Linked DNA regions of Mus musculus: region 2 is linked to region 1. Evidence: chromatin contacts called from public Hi-C data. All regions are on one chromosome and are shown on one strand. The core of a region is the stretch at or near the end of the contact, and the rest is flanking DNA. Distances in the headings are between cores, read along the strand shown. Region 1 has its middle 20 kb from the start of Scarb2. Region 2 holds the start of Fam47e (family with sequence similarity 47, member E).

What was found. Hi-C and Micro-C count contacts between places; a contact is called where the count stands out from the background.
Region 2: a contact with region 1 is called in a Hi-C map of liver, with 1.5 times the contacts expected there. The contact joins the promoter of Fam47e here to the enhancer-like site in region 1. A contact is called at or near these places in 9 of 484 Hi-C or Micro-C datasets (the G1E-ER4 cell line, brown adipocytes, cumulus cells and 5 more), 1 of 115 datasets of contacts at active chromatin or transcription factors (double positive thymocytes) and 2 of 9 other capture datasets (macrophages and pancreatic islet).

Annotation. Positions count from the first base shown.
Region 1 is chr5:92,523,643-92,526,767 of GRCm38.p6, forward strand. No RefSeq gene overlaps it. Among named protein-coding and RNA genes, the nearest start is that of Scarb2, 20 kb to the left of the region's middle. Within about 2 kb of position 1,614, at least 35 of the 459 cell types and tissues checked have an H3K27ac peak or open chromatin away from gene starts, as enhancers often do. A contact at or near this core is called in liver, where this site is marked.
Region 2 is chr5:92,570,100-92,573,224 of GRCm38.p6, forward strand. It overlaps Fam47e (family with sequence similarity 47, member E), which reads left to right and starts at 1,438. Exons shown (of 7, transcript NM_001033478.2): 1 at 1,438-1,611. The coding sequence starts at 1,490.

The DNA of each region.
Region 1 (3,125 bases), core at 364-2,863:
CCTTGTTCCAGTTCTCTCCTGAAGCAGCAAACCCAGTGTTTTCTTCACACAATGGTTCCATTGTTTCTGGGTTTGTGTGAGTCCTAGGTTGACTCAAATCTAGGGCTTTAGGTATGCTAGCCTAGTGCCTCTGACTAACAGAACATGTGTTTGGGGTGGAATACAGGAGAGTATAGTGAATGAAGAAGCAGGGGAGAAAAAAAATGAGAAGAACCCAGCTGTGGTGACACATGCCTGTAACCCCAGCGCTTGAGAGCCTGAGGTAGGAGAACGTCAAATTCAAGGCCAGCCTGAGCCACATATTGTGGCCTCTGCTTTTTTGTTTTTGTTTTTTGTTTATAGGATTTACTTGTTTATTTCATGTATATGAGTACACTGTAGCTGTCTTCAGACACACCAGAAGAGGGCATTAGAACCAATTACAGATGGTTGTGAACCACCATGTGGTTGCTAGGAATTGAACTCAGGACCTCTGGAAGGGCAGTCAGTGCTCTGAACCTCTGAGCCATCTCTCCAACCTGGTCCCATTTTGAAAACTTTGTGTTTATGGGTGTTTTGCCTGCATTGTGTCCTGATTCCTGTGGACGGCATCCGATCCTTTAGAACTAGAGTCCTAGATAAGCTGTCACATTGGTGCTAGGAATTGAACCCAGATCTTCTGGAAGAGCAGCCAGTGCTCTTAACCATTGAGCTATTTCTCTAGCCCCTTTGTCCCCATAAAGAAACAAACAAAAAAATATGAGTTGGGAATGTAGTTCAATGGTAGAACACTCTACTAATGCTCTGCCTGTGTTTAATGCCTCGGGGCAGGGGGAGGGGCAATAAAAGCCTAACAGCAGATATCCATATAGTAAGATCTCCCTATGTTGTGCTGCATTTAACCCTTCCATGACCCTATGAAGATGATGTTCCATTCCTATTCTCAAAATGAGAAAACAGATATAGATAAGTGGTTAAAGCAACCCAGCATCTTATGGCCAGTCGGGAGTGAAGCTGAAACTGAAATAAACCTGGCACCTGTGCAGGCTGGGAAGTTATTAACCACAGCTTGGCCTCCAGCTCTCCGAATCTATTGGAAACAAAGGAAAAGTGGTGAGTTTGCTGGAAATACTGTGTGTTTAGAATGCTTCTCAAGGCTGTTAACATTTCTCAGGTTCTGACATAAAGCCGGTTCTCTCCAGATTTTCGTTTTTGTAGGAGCAAAATGAGGTTTGGATTCTTGGTGGAGGTGGCTTTTGAACTCAACAAGGCAATGCCAGCATGTTGCAAAATCTCAGAGCTGTCTGGTTTCCTGGACCTTGCAACATCGGTTGAACGAGCAGCAGGTGAAGGTTTGTATTCATTCTTTAATGAGTCACTTCACTAGGAGAAGTTGTTGAAATGAGAGTCTCTCTGAAGGAGAGACAAGAAGGAAGAAAATGAAGAGAGTCATGGGTCAAAGTGAGTCTTGTGAGACCCAGACGTGGCCAGTGGCTGTTTCAGCAAGAATACGGATGTGGCAGGGGACTGGCAGATAGCCAAGCTGGGGTTAAGAGAGTTGTGGTAGTCAATAGTATGTAGTGATTAGATAGAGACCAAGACAAACAGCCTAAGGAAAGGACGGTTTGGGCTCTGTGGTTTCAGTTTTGGGTCCAAGGCTACTGGTCCGCTGGTTCCCTTCTGGGATGCATGAAGCAGAAACCTAGGGCATACAAGCTTGAGAGAATTGATTTTTAAGCCTCCTGAAAAATGGGAGGGAAAATACAATGTACAAAATAAGATTGTTTCTCAACGTGATAAATTATGCTACCTGGCTAGACTCTTGCTCACCTCTACCTCCACTTATCCTGAAGCCCAGAGGGCCAGGTGGCATACACTTTTAATGCAGAAATTTGGGAGATGGAGACAGAAAGATCAAATTAAGGCCATATTCCCCTACATTGGGAGTTTGAAGTCAGTTTGGGCTACAGAGACCTCATCTCAACAAACAATAGGAGAGTGGCTCTTCTGTAGAAGAGTGGAGGTAAAGGTGAGCAAGAGTTCACTAGGCAGCATAATTTATCACGTTGAGGAACAATCTTATTAATTGATTAAACCTTCTTATCCTTATAAAGGTCAATATGAAAATGCCTGACTGCATCTGTCTGAGCTGCTGTAACAAAACCCTTAAAACTACATCTCATGCCAGGTGTGGTGGTGCACACCTTTAATCCTAGCACTTGGGAGGCAGAGGCAGGCAGATTTCTGAGTTCGAGGCCAGCCTGGTCTACAAAGTGAGTTCCAGGACAGCTAGGGCTATACAGAGAAACCCTATCTCGAAAAACCAAAACAAACAAACAAACAAATAAACAAAACAACTACATCTCTTACAAACAGCAGAAAATCTATTTCTTACAGCGCCCAAGGCTGGGAGTTCTAAGATGAAGGTGGCAGCAGGTTTTTTAACCCAGTGATGGCCCAGTTTCTGGTTCATAGCTGGTGCGTGCTTCTGTGCCTCCATATAGTGGAAGGGGCTAGCTAACTTTCTAAGACATCTATTATAAGGTCACTATTCCTCATGACCTCTGTCATCGTGACCTATCACCATCCAAAGGTTTGATCTCCCAGAACCATCACTTTGGGGGTGAGCAGGGGATTAAGACTTCAGCATGTTAATGGGGCAGGACACACAACCGTCTACACCACAACACTGCATGCTCAGAGAACTTAAGAGCAGTATATTGGTCAATTTTACTGCTGTGATCAATTACATGAGAAAACAACTACAAACTTCTTACTTTCCTGTGAGTTAAGCATCCCAGCAATTTACAGGCTTTGTGTTAGTGAAGACATAGAATTAAAGAACAGAGAACACATCCCATACTCCTATTTTATCTGAAGGCGATCAGCGGTTGTGAACCTTTATAAATCTAAAGAAGGATTACTTAGCAGTTGGAGCGGCCATTCCTGATTGTCAACTTGATTATATCTGGAGTGAACTACAATCCAGAATTAGAAGGCTCACCTGTGATTCAGATCTTGCGGCTGGAAGACACAAGTTTCTGACCTGGATCTTGGCATGGAGATCTTGGCCTAGTGGCCATGAAAAGTTTAGGCCCAAGCAAAGTAGTAATACAGGCTTCTAATCCCAGGAGACTAAGGCGTGG
Region 2 (3,125 bases), core at 188-2,687, 46 kb after region 1:
TTAACCTCTCAGACTTCACAGGTGGAAACCACACTTTTCAGATGTGTTCATTACCTTAGCAAGCAAATAGTAATCAGCTGGTTCTAGAACAACAGCAATCTGCCAACAAATGGCAACGACTTTGTGAAATCTAAAGTACTCTGTACCACAGGGCTGTTTCAGGAAGCCACTGTGTCTTGTTTGGATCATCACAATAGCTTATTAACTATGGTGTGGTGCTTTGAATGAGAATGGGCCCCATAGGCTCGCAGATTTGAATGTTTAGTTACTAGGGCTTGGGAAGGACTAGGAGGTGTTGGAGGAGGTGTGTTATTGGGAATGGGCTTTGTCTTTTAAAAAGTCCACACCAGGGCAGTCTTAGCTCTCTCTTTGCCTGCTGCCAGTGGATCAGGGCGTAAAGCTGGAGAAACCGTGCAGTCTCTAAAGCTCCAGTGCCGCCATGCCAGCCTCCTCCCTACCGTAAGGATAAGGGACAAGCTCCCTGAGACTGTAAGCAAGCCTCCATTGAAGCTTACTTTTGTAAGAGTTGTCTTGGTCATGGTGTTTCTTCATAGCAGACAACTGGTTTCATGGCCTACCCCTCCATATTCCCATTCTCTCTCTCTCTCTCTTATAAGTTTAAGAAGAAGAGAATGGGCTTGGGGGAATCACACACACACACCCCCATACAGTAGGGGAGAGGAAGAGCAAGAGGGAAAAAGAGGGAGGGAGAGAGGGAGAGGGAGAGGGAGAGAGAGAGAGAGATTGGGATGGCTATGCATACCAAGGCACACATATATCCATCAGAGGACAACCCAGGTGTGGGTCCTCACCTTCTACCCTGTTTCTGGCAGGATCTGTTGGTTGTTTGCAGCTGGCTTGTGAGTTTCCAGGGAGTCTTCTGTCTCTGCCTCTTTCCTCCATGTAAGAGCAGTAGTATTACAGGCTTGTACTGCCAGCCTGGCCTTGCATGGGTTCTGGGGATTTGAACTTGGGACCTGACACTGGTGCAGTAAGTGTTTTACCCATGGAGCCATTTCCCCCAGCCCATTCTCCTCTTCTTAAACTTAAAAATAATTACATTTTAATTTATTTTTAGTGTGTATAGGTTATGTGTGTGCCATAGTGTACACTTGGAGGTCAAAGGACAAGTTGTAGAAGTTGGTTCTCTCCTTCTCCCACTGGGGTCCTGGGGATTAAAGCTTGGCCAAAGATGTTTTTTAGCTGCTGAGCTAATTCAGTAGTCCAGCATTCTCCTCTCTAAAGCCTGCGTGTCACTCAGAGCACAAACTGATTCTCTCACACACCTGCCTGTCATTCCTGTGCTCACCCTCCTGCAGGTGCTCCCTGATGCAGACTAAAGTCCACACCGATCTGCTCATGCTGTGCACTCTGCCCCAAGGCCTTTGACCTTGCAGTCTAGTTTGATATTTAAGCTGTTCGATGCTCTTCTCTTCTGGGCCTGGGCTCAGTGTCACTTCAGCAGAGAGACTCTCTCTGTAGAAATTGGATGCTGTCCTGCATCCAGCCGCTTCCCACCTTACATTTTCTTTGCATCATCCGTGAGCACCTGGCATGTGATTGTCTGCCTCGATGTCTCTCTCCATCCTGCATAGCCGAAGCCACGCAAAGGTAGGGATTCCGGTTATCTACACAGTTGGATCGGCAAAGCTTAATCTCCAGCACATGTTTGGTGCTTGAAAGCTATCTCTTAAATGAATGGAAGACGAGTTCATATTTGGATATCTGAAAAAAGGGTAGGTTCAGGGGCCATCCTGGTAGAATACCTCCCTCAAGAAGAAAGGCGTAGGCTGAGGCTATAGCTCAGTTGTTAATAGCGCTTGCCTAGTGCATAAAACGTGTTGGGCTTAATCTCTGGGACCAGATAAGCAGGATTGGTGGAACATGCTTGCAGTCTAAATGCTTATGAGGTACAGGTGGGAGGATCCAAAGCTTAGCGTTATCAGCAGTTTTCAACCTGTAGGTCACGACTCCTTTGTGAGTTGAATGACACTTTCACGCCTCTATTTCTTTTAATGTAAATGTGCTGGATAATGGCAGTATTAGTAATAATGTCCTCAGCCAGAACTCCCATCCCAAGGAATGAAGATGGGCTGAAACCATCACCATCCCCAGCTCCTCAGCCTGGTACTACTGTTCCTAAAGAGTCTGGCATCTCTACGCCTCCATAAGAGACACTGTATCCCGCTAGGGCAGTAGTTCTTAACCTGTGGTCTCAACCCCCGTGGGGGTCACGTATCAGATATCCTGCATATTGGATATTTACATTATGATTCATAACAGTAGCAAAATTATAGTTATGAAGTAACAACAAAAATAATTTTATGGTTGGGAGTCACCACAGCATGAGGGACTGTGTTAAAGGGTCACAGCATAGGGAGAGTTGAGAATTTCTGTGCTACCACATAGGAGGTTCAAAGCCAGTTTGAGCTATGTAAGAGCTTAACTTTTACAAAGAACATTTATATGTGGCAGCCAGAAAGACACTGTAGTCAAATGGAGCTTATGTAACAACTTCCTGTGTATTGGAGGCAGGATGAATGGAGAGGGGCCACTGTGTTTAAAGCTCAGAAAGCAAAGGACTGGGGGCCTAGTTTTGAAAGGACCTGAAGGGGGATCCACCATGAAGACCCTTGGGGCCATGCTAAAAGTGGAGCCTCTTTTTTTTGGGGGGGGGTTGTGGGTTTGGTTTTTTTGTTTGTTTGTTTGTTTTTTCAAGACATGGTTTCTCTGTGTAGCCCTGGCTGTCCTAGAAGTCACTTTGTAGACCAGGCTGTCCTCGAACCCAGAAATCTTCCTGCCTCTGCCTCCCAAGTGCTGGGATTAAAGGCGTGCACCACTACACCCAGCTCAAAGTGAAGCCTCTTTATTGGAAGGGGAGCTACTGATCACAGAAACTTTCACATTAAACCTACATAACAGTGGTATTTCTCGTAGTCAAAAAGTGTCAACAACTTGAATACCCACCAACTGGTGAGCAAATAACAAAATGTGGTATCACTACCCAGTGAAATATTATTCATCTAAATAGAGGGACAAGCTACTGGTATATGAGTCTTCATAGATTATCGATGCAAGCTTTATGCTAGTGAGAGTCAGTCACTTAACGATTTATTTATTTATTT